Linked DNA regions of Mus musculus: region 2 is linked to region 1. The links are chromatin contacts, called in public promoter capture Hi-C maps. All regions are on one chromosome and are shown on one strand. The core of a region is the stretch at or near the end of the contact, and the rest is flanking DNA. Distances in the headings are between cores, read along the strand shown.

Region 1 (7,673 bases), core at 2,503-5,002:
TTCCATGTTCAAAAAGTTAGAGAACTAGCCCCAGGCTCAGCCACCAGAGCACACAGAGACCTCTAACATCTTCAGTAAAGGGCTAAGTACAAGTTATATCCTGAGCTGTCGTAGGTCTTAGGAACTTCAACCGCATGGTGCTAGTTTTGCAAGTATAAAGAATATAAGAGTTATGGAGTCAAGGAAGCTTATATGAAGGTTCCAAGAAGTCATTGAGACCAGGCAATATGGTGCAGCACTGGAGTCCTTGCAAGGGTCCATTGAGCAGCCATTGTGTGGATCTGTGACAGCAAATTCTAAGTTGCCATGGAGTTCAGGCTGGATGAGATGCCAGGATTTGTGGGTAGGGAGGCATCCACAAAGGAGAGTATAAGAGTTGAGCTGGACCACTAGAGAAGCTCCATGCACTCCAGGTAGCAGACTGGAAGAGGTGGGGCTTCCCAAGTGTGTTGAGTCCCAGGTGATACCACCACAAGCCCATGGAACTGCTCAGCATGTCGGTCTTGCTTTAGTACAATATGTCCTTACCATCCATTCCTTTTAGAATGGGGATGTCTAGTCTGTGCCTTGGTGTGTTGGGAGTGTGTGGCTTGTTTTCTAATCTTTCAGGAGCTCAGAGTTAAAATGTTTCCTTAATTCTTTGAAGAAGACTTTGAAACAATGTTGGGACCATTAAGACTTGGCAACTGTTAAAGGTGACTAAATGCATTTTTCCATTAAGAGATTAACATGAACCCTCTAGGGCCCGGGTGGAATGTTATCATTAAAACTGATGTTTGGCGATGACACCATGGCATACACTAGCAAGCCTTTGTTGCAAGGACCGTGATATAGCTGTCCCTTGTGAGACTAGGCCGGGGCCTAGCAAACACAGAAGTGGATGCTCACAGTCAACTATTGGATGGATCACAGGGCTCCCAATGGAGGAGCTAGAGAAAGTATCCAAGGAGCTAAAGAGATCTGCAACCCTATCGGTGGAACAACATTATGAACTAACCAGTACCCCAGAGCTCTTGACTCTAGCTGCATATGTATCAAAAGATGACCTAGTCGGCCATCACTGGAAAGAGGGGCCCATTGGACACGCAAACTTTATATGCCCCAGTACAGGGGAATGCCAGGGCCAAAAAATGGGAATGGGTGGGTAGGGGAGTGGGGGGGGGGACTTTTGGGATAGCATTGGAAATGTAATTGAGGAAATACGTAATAAAAAAAAACTGATGTTTGGGCATCAAGTTGACAGGAGTAGACCTGTGACCAGTTAGTCACTAAGGAGACAGTCCTAGTTCTGTCTGTGAGGTTGAACTAATGGGGAAAGAATGACTCTAGGGGCTGGGATCCAAAAATCTCTCTCTCTCTCTCTCTCTCTCTCTCTCTCTCTCTCTCTCTCTCTCTCTCTCTCTCTCTCCCTTCCTGTGAGTCATATGACCAGCTGTTTCACATTCTTGCTGCCATGCCTTCCCTAGCCTGCTATACCTTACCCCATTAAACCACAAACTCTAGTAAACTTTTCTTCAAGTTGCTTTTCTCTTAAGTTACTATGTCACAGCAACAAGAAAAGTAGCTAATACTAAGGCCTAGCTCCCACTTTCTAAGGGAAGGAAACAGACTTTTGGAATTGGCCCACTGTTCTCTAGAATCCATGTTATCAATAGCCTCGAAAGGTCTCTAACCCTACAGTCCCATCAGCCACACCTCGAATCCAGAGGGAGTATTTCCTATGAAGAAGTTCATTGTTCTGTTCACCTCTGAATCTGCATTTTGATTCTAATTTCAGATCCCACCATCCAGTAACCATCCTTTTTTTGGTCCCAATTTTCACTGGCGCCTTGAACACGCTCTGCAAGATGAAGCAACAGATCACCTAGAAACTAATGGAAGTGTTGTAAAAAGAGAGAAATTTTTACTTTTTTATATTGATTTCTGTTATGTGGATGTTTTGCTTGCATGTATGTTTGTGTACTCTGGTGCCCATGCAGGTCAAAAGAAGGTGTTGGATCCCCTGGAACTAGAGCTATGGATGGCTACAAGCCCCCATGTGGGCACTGGGAATTGAAACCAGGTCCTCTGGAAGAGTAGCCAGTGATCTTAACTTGTGAGCCATCTCTCCAGTCCAGGAGGAGAGAATTTTTTTAGTGGAAAGGTAAAAGTACCCTGGGGTGATGTAGGATGAGCAGAACTATTTTCTTCCTCAAATCCTATCCTAAGCACTAGAACAAGGCTGGAGGTGAAGAAAAGTCACTTAAAGCTATGCATGGGAGGACATCCTATCATCTAACCATTCAGCATCCATCCCAGGCAGGAGGATCTCTGGTTCCAGTCCAACTTGGGCTACACAACTAGAACATGCCTCAAAAAAACAAATTAAATAAATGAATAAGACATCACTTAAGGTGTGCTCTTAAAGTCTCTGGGAGCTAGGGGGATTCTGTTCACACTGGCCAGACCCTGCTTTCATCCTGTGGGTTCTTCGATGGCAGGTACTGTCTTTGAAGGCTAAACTCAGCCTCTGTGACTGACAGGCTCTCAGACTTCTGGCCAAGGTGTCTGCCTTAGCCCTTAAATGGTTCTGTAAATCTACTTCTTTGTTCTTTCCAGAGCTTAGGTCCCAGTGAACTATGCTTCTAGGGGACACTTTCAACACATCAGACACTGGCTTTCTTATAAAAAAAAAAAAATGCATTTGCCTCAAAACCAATCTTTGATAAGTGAGTGGAATTCTTATATTTTCATGTAATTAATAAATTGCGACTGGTATGAAGACTGGTATGAGTCAAGGGAAATTTGGCCCTTCAGCGTACCTCTGATGTTAGAAGAAATTAGCATTTCTTTCTATGTTTGGACACTTTTCTTACTTTGCTTTCCTAGGGACCAAGCCCAGGGCTTTGTGCATGCTAGGTAAGTGTTCAGCCACTGAGTTATCCCTAACCATGCTTTAAACCCCACTCTCTCCTCAGGTTAAATCTTGGTTCAGACAACCCTAGGTTCAACCCTGGTTCTTCACTACTGAGCCATGCCAAGGCTATCAGATCCACCAGTCTTCCGTAGGGAACTCTGAGCTACGGTATCTTCACCCTTAAAACGGGGATAATTTTAACCACCATATTGGGCCATCAAAAAATTCAGTGTGAAGGACACAGTATTGGTTTGGCACCCAGGAAACAACCCTTTTATGTTAGCTGTGGATTTCTGGCTTGTTTGCATTATTACTAAGTAATTTTTCTTTCCACCTACTAGCTGTTCCTAGCAGTGATCATTCAACAAACTTCTCTATGACATCGAAGGAGGGGTGAGCCCAGTATCTCTATCAGTATAGACAGCATTGGGAACCATTATTTGATATCCCTCTCCTGTGATATGCAAGGTACTCCAGAAACTGAGGTTTGTGTTTTGTGACAAAGGATAAGAAGAGATGAAACACTGTCTAAAGTAAGTATAGGTGACTGATATGGCATATGGATATTAAAAAAAAGTGTGTAAATACATACCCAGCTGTTTTCTTAACACTGCCTTTTTAGCCTTTAAGCCCAAATTTGGACTCCAGATGCAAACCTACTTGTTTTGGCACTGACCTCACGAAATCTCCTGTCCATTCAAGTAACCAAACTCTATAAAGTAGCACGCACCCTTTACACAAACCGAGGAAGGAACTCTGAGGTGTTCTAGGCGTCAGCCACCTGTAGACAGGTCATTGTGACGCGAACGCTATGGACACGTGGAACACCTGCTAGGGAGCAGGGGCGGGGTCATCTCTGGCAGCAGGTCCAAACGCCAGATACCCTAGACATGGGGGTCACGGGAAAACCCCAGGGAGTAGAGAGAGGGACACTCGGTCCTCTCATCCTTGATCCGCCCCAAACCAGGTGAGACCACCGCCCTCCCCCACCAGGATCCCTGGGTCCTGCAGAGAGTGGCCGCTGTCCCCGCAGGAAGGGAGGCGGCGGGTTCTGGCGGAGGGGAGGGCGCCGGCTCGGGCCGCCGCGCTGCGCTGCGGCGCGCACCGGCTCCGCGTTGCTATTCCGGCTGGCGGCGGCCGCTGCAGGAAGGACCGCTTCCTGCGCTCCCCGCCCCTTCCCTCGCCAGTGCTGACGCTGACGTCGGCGCAGGGAGCTGGAGGGACGCTAGGATCTCCGCCGGGAGGCTCCTGGGGGCCGGAGCACCAAGGTACCTGCCCTCCAGGGCCGGGGCGGGGGCGGGCCGGGCGGGCTGCATGCTGCAGTGGGAGACGCCCGGGTGGCCGGGTGGTCGGGGGCGCCAAGCCAAGGCCGCCTCTACTGCCCTTTGCGGGCTACGGGTTCCAGGCGGGTCACCTCATCCACACACCCACCCCCCCATCGGGTGCGGGAGGAGCATCATCCTCTTCCCTCCCGCAGATCCTCCCTCGGGCCTGGATGTGTGGAGGATGCGCGCGCCCTAGGAGCGTGCGTCAGCCCCCAGGGAGCGGGAGGGAAACCAGAGAGCACCTGCGCCCATACCCAAGCCGGTGCTGGCCTACCCTTCCCTTCCTCCCAGGTCCCCTCTGGACTGGGATTTTCGTCTAGAGCTGACTTGTTGACAAGTTCACCTGCAGCGGTATCTGACGTTTACTTTTGCCGTTCCTCCTATGCTAGTCTTTGGCAGGGACTGCTAAGAGCCGATGGGTACCTTTTTTGTAATGACTGGTGCCAGGAGGCCTGTGGTTGGCCCCTGCGGGCTAGGAAGAGTCACTGAGCACGCCACGTTCTTGCAAACCCTGGCACGCGGGGTTTCTTTGGGTGCTGCGCTGCTGACTCCGCCTTTCCTGGCCCAGGCTTGATGCAGCTCCTGTTTCCTCTGAAAGTAATATCCTGTTATGCCAGTCTTTCTCCCAAGCGGCTCCCCCGTTAACCTTCACACTATCTTTTGACTTGTAGGGTTCCAAAGCCTCTGAACCACTCTTTGGAGCCTTTAACGTGCCATATCCGTGAATAACGTTTGGGGTCTTTTGGTGGGCATTAAGGTCTAGAAATGAGACTATATTCTCCATTTTTAGATAGCATTGAATCTAGCACAAGAAGGGTTTATCCATCAACCTGAGCAGCTGCTAACTAAACATTCCATGGACCTGGAAAAGACATCACCAGCTGGTTTGAAAATGGTTATGAATGGAGGAAGACACATGGAGTATTTGCTGACCATTATGGTTCTTTAAGCGATAACTTACTGCATGTGTGAGTGTTTATATCGGCAGTCTCTCAGATTGGCTCCCATGATCCTCTGGTTTAAATCTGACATCTTGACCGCTCAGAAGTTAGGGAATAAAATAGGACACGATTATGAAATTCACACTCCAAAATGTTTCTTACCCTTTGTTCAACACACACATACACACCACACACACACACACATACACACACCACCATACACACACACACCACACACACACACACACACACACACACACACACATGTCTGCTGTGCATGATGTGTGAACACTTGCATGCCCCACATGTGAAGGTCAGAGAATAATAATTCTGTGGCTTTGGTTGCCTCCTCTACCTCTACATAGGTTCCTGGTGTTCAGTTCAGGTTGCCAACTTTGTACCCTAAACACCTTTGCCTGCCCCGCCATCTCCCTGCCCACTCTGAATTGTTTCTGATCCTTTTTAGGTCTCAGCTTTTATTTGTATGTATTTATTTATTTTTATTAATCATTTTATTCCTTTACATTTCAAATGATATCCCCCTTCCCGGTTACCCCTCCACAAGCCCCCCATCCCCCCTCTTCCCCCTCACCTTCGCCTCTATGAAGGTTCTCCTCCATCCACTCCCCCACTCCCACCTCACTGCTCTAGCATCCCCCTACACTGGGGCATCAAGCCTCCACAGGACCAAGGGCCTCCTTTCCCATTGATAAGTCCCAAAGGCCATCCTCTGTTATATGTGTTTCTGGAGCCATGGCTCCCTCTATGTGTACTCTTTGGTTGGTGGTGTAGTCCCTGGGAGCTCTGGGTGGTTCAGGTAGTTGATATTGTTCTTCCTATGGAGTTGCAATCCCCTTCAGCTCCTTCAGTTCTTCCTCTAGCTCTTCCATTGGGGTCCCCAGGCTCAGCCTGATGGTTGGCTGTGAGTATCTGCATCTGCATTGGTCAGGTGCTGGTCGAGCCTCTCAGGGAACAGCCATAGAGGTTCTATGAGCTTTTATTTAAAAAACATCTTTCTAGAGACTACTATAGGGTCAAAGCAAGGGTATGATCTATAGTCTCTCAAACACATTCGGTGTTAGCCCAGTTCATGTGTTCAGATTGAAGGAAATGTTATTTTATAATGTCATTTCTTATTCTTAGGAAAATGGTTCAATGTTATTAAAAATGAATCTTAAGAAAACATAGCAGTTAAACTACAGAGTTCTGCTACATGTAAGAAGTGGAGAAACCTGAGATTAATAGATCACTGACCCTTGATTCTCCACTGAAAGCTAAAGACACCAGCTGGTAATTGCCTATGATTTTATAGCCCTTCCTCCATCTGGTAGACCCAAGTAGCAAGCTGTGGTACATAGCATCTTCACTTCGGTATCTAAACTTATGAAAAGTGCACTAAATCTTGTTCTCCAGTAGAAAATCTTCAACGTGACCATTTTCAGTGTATCTGATGGTACAAGTACACTGTTTTCTCCAGGTGGAAGCAGCTTTATTAGTGGGAGGGGGTCACTGGTGTGTGACAACTGTGACAAGATCTAGTAGAGAAAACTCGTATTGAACATGAACTCCGTGTTACAGAAACCCACAGGAGAGGGTGGGGAAGATGATAGGTCATCCGAATCAGGAAACATGTCCCCACTGTACCAGGCGATCCTGGCATCTGGAAGCCAAAAGATAGGCATCGACAATAGTGCTGCCCAGTGCTCCCAGATATCTCACTGTTATCAGGTACAGAGATGTGTGATCAAGGGAGGAGGATAGGTTACAGTTTATGAGCCTTATTACCCTGCGCGCCTATCCAGAATCTGCCGACTGTAACCTCACACCCCACAACTGAGAGAGGTGAAACCTTTTCTAACTTTTCTTGGTTCTTGATCCACTGTGTTTCATTCTACAACCACATCTGTACCAAGGAAGAGTACAGAGAGCTCTCGGGCTTTGAATTTCAGTTCCAGCAGGGTTGGAGCCTGTGAAGAAACCTCTCCCAAAGGCTCACATGCTGAAGGCTTGGTCACCAATGAAGTGTTCAAAGATGGGATCTAGGGAATGGATTGGCTCATGAGAGCTCTAACCTTATCTGACATTATCCATGGATTAGCTGATCAATGGACTCATAATCTGAAGGCAGTAGTGGAAGGATCTGATTGGAAGAGGTAATGGGGACATACCTTTCAGGATTGCACATGTATCAGGTCTTGCCTCTTCTCTGGTCCCTCCCTCTTTCTGCATCCTGGATATCATGAGGTGAGAAGCCCTGCTCTGCCATGCTCTGTATCCTCTAAGTTGACTTTCTTTCTTTAATGAGATAAATGTATTCATTCTTTGAGAAATTTGTAAAACGTATTTTTGATCATACTTACTCCCTAGCTAACTCCTATCTCAACAACTCCCATATCCTTGCATGCACTGATTTACTTTTGATTATGATAGTTACATATACACATATATATACACATGTATATATCAATATATACATATAGGTACATATATATGTATATGTCTATATGTACA
Region 2 (7,673 bases), core at 2,009-4,508, 430 kb after region 1:
ATGCTGTATAGAATGCTAAGTAGTTAAGGAAAGAAAGCAAACTGCCAAAATTCAACAAGGCTGCCCCACTCCCCCATCCTAGCAGGAACACTGCAACATCAGCTAAGGTAACCCAGTCCTTCTAGTGCATGAAGTAGTGTCTTATATAGCACTCATTTACATTTTCTGAATAAGACGATGTTGAACATGTTTTCTGAGTTAGAATTCACTGATCTTTTTAAATCAGATTCTAATCAAGTCATTCAAATCTTCTGTCAATCTTTTAAAATGGAACTTTTTCCTTATTAAATTCTGAAAGTTCTATATTTTCTGAATACAACCTTTGTATCAGATATATTTTCTTCCCATCTGAAAATTTTTTCATTGTTTAAGAATCTCTTTTGAAAAGTAGATTATTATTTCTGACCAAGTCCAATTTAGCCAGTTTTTCTATTATAGCTCCTTCATTATTTTATAGCTATTTCATTATTTTTAATTCAATATTTTTAATATTTTAATTAAGAGTATACTGCAGAGCTGCACTTTCTGCTCTGTGCTTATGTCAATCAGGTCGAGAACTGTGACTTTACATGTACTACCACCATCAGTGGTGATCACTGTGTGAGCTGTGGACTGATTCCTAGGGAGGATCCTGTGAGGAGCTAAGAGGACTGTCACAGACAGCTGGAGGGGACAAGGAGTTTACAGACACAGAAGCCAAGGAGGGAAAAAGTTTCCAGCATGGGAAGTTTAGGCTATCAACATACTTACGGAGACTAAGACACTAAAGGTTACTGAACTTGACGAGGCACACAGAAGGCAGACAGCAATGCATGGACACTAAGCAGGGGTCCTGATGCAAGAGTTCAAATCATGCTGCAGAAAATTTTAGCAGCAAAATTGAAGCAAAATGTGGCACTAAAGGTTCATGACCCCTGTCCTGAAAGCAAACTTAGGCCGAAAGACAGGCAAGCTGAGGTGCTGAAGCCAGGTGCACACAGGCAGAATGAGAACCCGGGGTGAACTGACATCATTTCCCACAAAGGAGAGATAGAAAGAACAGGGGAAGTTAGAGAAGAGACATTTGGGGACGTGAGCAGGGAAGTCCAATCTAGCCTTGCTCAACTTTTCTGGAAAAACTGAGAGGGAGGTCATCTGCTGAAACAAATTAAGAAGACTGGAGCTGCGGTGCTCAGGGAGAGAGGGCTCGGGGTTAGCACTGGGAGAAAGTGATGGGCCGAAGGCACTGGGTATACATTCTGGGATTATCGAGGAGCCTTGCAATCTGCACAAAGGGTCTATGCTTGGAAAGTTTACTACTTGCTGTGTTCTCTATCTTTGGCTGCCAGGCCTGCTTACCCTGCCCCCTTAAAGCTGCGAATGAATGAATGAAGTGGTTTCCTAAGCATACAGCACTAAAGGTGCCTCCTGGCAGTTTTACTTCTGCTCCCCCAGGGTTGTTTCAGAAGCACAACCTGTCTGCTACGTACAACAGGTTTCACTTCACACGTGAACAAATCGAGTCCTAGAGAATGGCTTGTCCGGAATGTTCAGGAGCAGGGCCTTGAATCTAGATTTTTTTCCTCATTTGAATTTCCAGTTAATTCTCTTACTGTATCATATTGCTTTCTCTTTATACATTCCCTGCAGGTCTTAGCTGAAAATGTGCCTCAGCCAATTCCTTCATAGCTTTGAGTCCTCCACGCATCCATGTCCTTTCTGAGCCATTGCCTGTGCTCTGCAGACGCAGTGTCCATAGGGATGCCCTCACCAGCATCTGAAGCTGCAGGCTCCGAAGATGCAGAAGAAGAGTTTGGTAAACATCAGGGTTCAGTTTGCGTACAGGAAAACAAACAAACAAGCAAACAAACCTCTCAAGCTGCAGCCATCGCTTGCCATTTAGGATAACTCGACCCGATTCTTTGTTTTCTCCTGAGATCTGTGGTAGGGGACAGGAATCTGGACAGCAGCAGTGTGAGGCTGAGAGGGAAGCGGCCGCTCAGTTCTTCCTTTACTACCCTCAGTTTCTTGTGAAGTCTGCCTAGCACGCCTCTTGCAGGGAAAGACTCAAGAGTGGCAGTAGCCTGACCATCTCCCATCCTCTCGCCATCTGAGGGTCCCAAATCCCAACTACACTGGAGTCTGAGCGTGTCTGCATAAACATCATCAGCCTATGATAAAATCTTCCAAGAAACCTACAGCTGGCACCTCTATTCTGTCAAGGGTGAAACTTTGTATTTTAGTGTTGGGCAACCAGGATAAAAACACACAATGACTGCCTAACCCCAATCTTGCTTATTTGTGCACACAACAGTTTTCTAATTCAGCTCCCCCCGACCTTGGGACAGTTATTTCACTACTGTAGACTGTGATGCAAATTAAGGCATTTCTATTCTTATTCCAAAGTCTGCTGCATAAAATAAGGGTATGCTTTACAAAGTCAGCTGACAGCCTGATTTCGAGGGTTCCCTGCAGCCAGTCCCTCTTCCCTAGCTTATCGCAGTGCTCCAATTCATCGGGAACAAATGTAACCTCTCACTTTTCAGAGTTATGAATCTCAAGAAGCAGAATGCTTTGCTGCCTGCTTAGGAAGTGAGTCTAAAAAGCTGACTCAACTTGGTTCTACAGAAGATCACTGAATTCTTAAACACATTAAAGTCGACAGAAACAGAACTGTAAAATTCCTACTATACATGGTATTTTGAAGGTACATCTTTCAGAAGTTAAACCATCTTGAAACAAACACTGTAGCAGAGTGCCACATGTTTCCTAGAGCTAAATAATACTGCAGAGCAGAAAAAACTGTGTAGAAATTATATTGATAGCTCCACTTTTATGCATGGAAGGAAAAAAAGTGAATACATTTAAGATGAAATTCCCCCCCTTTAGGGTCTTTTCTGTTATATTTAATCCACTTTCACACAGTTTTTCTTAATTACACTACAGCTGTCTGGTAAGGCACAACTGACCATTTCCATCATGAAAACAAACTGTAGCCCGCCATCTAAAGTTCTCGATTAAAAAGCCAATGTTTTTGTGAGCCCAGAGAGACGGGTGCAGCTGCTGCAGTTCCCGAGGCGGGCACCTCTACTCCATTCAGCTGTGAAGAATGGCAATGACTGTAAATTGTTCTTCCTGATCGGTTCCACAATAAAAACAAACCACACGACTTTCAATTTTTCAAAGCCAATTTTTTTAAGCCTCCAGTACGCTGGAAACAAGAGTTGTGTTCTTCTGACTCATGGCCTTTGATTTCTACATAAACGTCCCGGTATGCATGTAAAAACAGGTCCCTGCAGGATACTCACAGACTGTATATATTAACTTACCAGATGTACCAGCAGATAGAAACTCCATCAGCCTACCTTTTAAAGCAAGATACTATTTAACAGCTTAAACTGCCTGTGACTAAAGGATGACTGCACGGAACGTACTGTATGCAGGGAGACATTAGGTAGTCCATGAGAAACCTCAGCATGCTCACAAAGGGGACAGCAAGGGCTTGTGAACTGGTGCTTAGTGGGCTCCTTAAGAACCAGGATATAAAAATAAGGTTGAGGCATATATCTGCATTTTGCAACCAAATTGCCCGATATCTGACAGGTAAAGTGGTTAGAGGTCACATCTGTAAATTACTGTACACTGAGATGGCAGAACAATTTGTGTTTAAAAGCTTCTGTGTGTCCCAATTTATTTACTACAGTCAAAGAGTCGCTATGATTTAAGTTGGAAACTCCAAAGTATATTTTAATCACACATACACACACACACAGTAATTTAAACACTTTAGAGCTCATGCCTCTTTTAATTTATATAAATCATATATATTTACAAACATGAGATACTGTACAAATACATATACTGAGAAAACAAAGACTGTCATCTAAGTGTACAGTAATTTACAGATGTAAGTTCTAAGATCTCTTCGTACATGTGCATTGAGTAGGGACCCTGGGGCACCATTTCCTCCTCCTGAGCGTGGGGACCTTAAGTGGACCTAAGTGGACTGTGGCTACTATCAGCCACCCTCTCCATGGTCTGGATACGTTCCTTGCTTTAAAACCCTACCCTCAAGTCTATTTGTATGTCTGTCTCCCCCAATCCTCCCAGTGTGTGTGTCTGTGTGTGTGTGTGTGTGTGTGTGTGTGTGTGTGTGTGGTGTGTAAGGCTAAGGATGTAACCTCTTTCACTGGAAAAAGTGTGTGTGGCAGTGAAATGTAAATCTAACACGTGAGCACATGTATGACCTTTCACTTCAGCAGGAACACTGTTGCATGCGACAATCCCTTTCTCATACAAGACAATAATCTCCTGATTTAATAAACAGGTTTCCTGTGAAAACAACATCCTGTCTGCTAGAGTGATTGTACCTTTAACCATGCTGTCACCCAGCCCTCCATATGTCACCTACTAACAAATAACTTTTCCAGACTCTCATTTACAAAGTGTTTCTTTCCTGAAATGGTGGCTGTATATGCTTAGGCAAAGATGGTTCTTGTTAACTATGGGTCACTAATGATGGCAGTTGTAACTGAGACTTGGGAATAAGACAATGCAACAGATAGTTAAGGAATACATATAGTTTGGTCATAGTTTGTAGGAAGTTGGCTATGTAATTCTCAGAAAATCTTTAAAAACTGCCAAAGCTACACACAGAACACACATATATACTTTGTATTGGCCATATTTTTCTGTGGGTGTTTTTCAGGCTTCTTTGTGGTTCTTCTCCACTTTCCTGTTACTCTCTCTAGGGCTAGACTTTCTTACTCATCTCTAGGGGATCTTAGCCAAAACTGTAACTCAGAATATACCAACACAATTCTGACTATAAAAGCAATTGCTAAAGACAAACCTTTTCTTGGGTTACAAGGCCATCCATTCCAGCCTGCTGACTATTTACTTGGTCCACGTCTCCGTGGCAGTTAACCTTAGTGCTTTCCACAGTCCCTCCTTATCTCTCGGCAGAACTAGCCCTGCTTCTGTGCATGTTCACAATGGCAGTGAATCACCATGCACTGTGCTTTCTTTTCAGTTCATTAGCAGTCTCTCCCAAACCTGCCTCCTAGTCTCTATCACCTTCATTCGCTACCCCTATAATTGGTACCAAGTTTCAGTCTCTCTAGTCCCAGCTATATCTATTAGGCCAATTTCCTCACCCTCTTCTGATTTTATTTTGCGGCCATAAAGAACATGCTAAGTTATCATGGACATGCAACTTCCTTTATACAAATTTATTTCCATGTACCTCATCTGCTTTTCTTCATCTTCCTTTATTCTTTATGGAACAAAAGGGATATTCTACAATGAATGTCATTAGTTGCAGCCAACTTGCTAGTAGGTCAATAAGTTGCATACAAAGTCTGTACACTATAAACTATTGATTATGGAGAAGAGCCGACTAGACGAGGGGAGAAGAGAGCATAAGCTCATGGGAAGAAGTGGTGGTCCAGGGATGATATTGCAGAAAGCAAACCACACACAGGAGAACTGGGGAGATTCAACCCAGAGTACCCTTCTAATACATCTGGTGAGAATTTAGGAAATCTCTTCTAAAAGATCAGGGCGGAGGTTGTATCCATTTTCTTCACAGAGACAAAGGCTCTCACTGTTTCAGAAAGGCTATTCCACTGTTTCCTGAGGTACGGAAAAATGTAGTTTTGTAGCCAATGATAAATTTTCACTTAAATTTGCTAAACTTATTATAAGAGTACTAGGTAAACGAAACAGAAAATAAGTAAACAACTACGTAAACAGAATATAGGACCCAATCAAAATGAGTTCAAAGTCTCTTACCTTCTGAGATTGCAACCAAAAATAAAAATACATTTCTAAGAACAGCTTTATAGTAAGAGGGAAATTCATAATGAAAAAGAAGGTGTGGTGAGGGGAAGAGGCTGGTATTTATATATCTAATGGAATGTAGTGTCAAGCCATGAAAAGGCCCAGAAGTATACAGGAGTGAGAGGCGGTGGGTAGAGCCAGAGCCAGAATGCTCAGGTCTCATCACAGCCTCACTTCTTACACTGCTGCAACGCAGGGCGAGCTAGGTCTTTTCAGCACCTTCTTATAGAATATGCATAACAGCAGTGTCTACCTCAAAAGCTGCTTTGAGGATTAAAGTCATAAGGAAAAGCATTTAGCCCGAAGTATAAACTTCAGTGCTGTGAAGTGGTGCTGGCTGCTGAGGCCAGTGTGGCCTGGAGCTGCTTAGTGGGCTACAGAAGCCATGCCAGCCATGGAGGATTCCTTGAAAGATGTTCATCAAACTGTATAAAAATGCTGCTTTCAGGCATTTCCACACTTGAGACCAAAGTAAACGAGCTTAGGAATGCATAATGTTTAAGCCTATTTTAAGCTAAGAACTTAATTTCTTGGAATGCTCACATTCACAAAACATAGTAGAAATTGTCTTTGGGGCCACACCCTCATGGCATCTCCTGGGTAGAAAAATTTCAAAAGACTGGGCTTGTTTTGAGGGTCTGCCTTTCCCCAGGCTGGAGGCTACAGGAATGAGTAGGATGGAAACCTCACTGGAGAAGGTGAGGGCTTCTGCTGAGCTCACCAGTGTCACCAACATCTAGATCTGCAGCTGGACCATGGCAGGATCTTACAGTCTCAGATAAACGAGCACTGTGACTTAGCACGAACCATCCACATCTTATACAAATGACCAAAGGCACAGTTGTTGGAGAATAAAATATGGGGCTAATTTTTAGAGCAACAATACCTTTGTGTTTAAGTGAAGAACTGTGTTTAGTCCCAGTGCTAGCCAGTCACAGTATCAGGAGAAAACAAAACCAAAACCAAAAACTGGAGAACCTATTGATTTCCTAAAGAAGGCTGCATGTTCAATCAAGCCAGCACATGCAACATTCAGGATAATAATTCAACAAGAAGTAGTTATAGACATAGACATTAGAAGGCTCTGGAATTCTTTTATTACAAGGGTAACATCAAGTGCCCTCTAGACTTGTACCTGGTATACTATTTCTGAGGTGCATGAAATCTCATGGTTTTTTTTTTTTTATAAGAAAGTTTGAAATTTGAGGTAATATTAGCTTATTAATCAGACAAACTTCAATGTCAAACAATAAAATTTTTATTTCCTAATATAAACTGCTGGACTGCAGATTTAAGAAACAAATAGTATGCTACTGTGCATGCCTGGGAGAAACAGTAACTTGTGTCAATATATATTTTTAATTGATTGGATTAACGTGTATATATCCTGGGAGAAAAATGGGCAAGTAGCTTTTGCTGCTTATTTGCAGTGCTTTTCCATCCAACCCCATGTCCTAGCCCATCAGTCACGGCTACTATGTCTGGGTTCTAATGTGACTCCAACATAAAAGCATGCCCCAAAGTACCATAGACTCCAGCATTTTCATATGCATGACAGTTAGTTCCTTGACTAACAATTAGTAAGTGTAGTCCAAGGAAAAAAATCCCAAAGATACTAAATATGAAAAGAATACTCATTTCTGTGGTTTGCTGGAGGGTGTTTATTTTCAACAGTTCAGATACTTATGTGCTGAGCCAATAAGCTTGAAAGAATTCCAGGTCTTCCTTTAGCTAGAAACCCCCTTTTACTGCCCTGTCTTTTAAGAGTAAAGCTAACCTGTTATCTGTCTGGGTTGCTCTTCCGGTAAGTTACACAGATTCTACATTTTTACTGCTGGTTAGTGATCTGTCTC

The links. Promoter capture Hi-C pulls out the DNA fragments that hold promoters and counts their contacts.
Region 2: a contact with region 1 is called in a promoter capture Hi-C map of second pharyngeal arch cranial neural crest, with 2.6 times the contacts expected there. The contact joins the enhancer-like site here to the promoter of Ica1 in region 1. A contact is called at or near these places in 6 of 39 promoter capture datasets (the C10 cell line, the HPC-7 cell line, cranial neural crest and 3 more), 3 of 115 datasets of contacts at active chromatin or transcription factors (bone marrow-derived macrophages and embryonic stem cells) and 2 of 9 other capture datasets (adipose tissue and liver).

Annotation. Positions count from the first base shown.
Region 1 is chr6:8,774,563-8,782,235 of GRCm38.p6, reverse strand. Ica1 (islet cell autoantigen 1) reads left to right here and starts at 3,752. Exons shown (of 14, transcript NM_010492.3): 1 at 3,752-4,164.
Region 2 is chr6:8,348,361-8,356,033 of GRCm38.p6, reverse strand. All of the region lies in intron 2 of Umad1 (UMAP1-MVP12 associated (UMA) domain containing 1), which reads right to left. Among named protein-coding and RNA genes, the nearest start is that of Gm46952, 6.6 kb to the right of the region's middle. Within about 2 kb of position 3,258, at least 91 of the 459 cell types and tissues checked have an H3K27ac peak or open chromatin away from gene starts, as enhancers often do.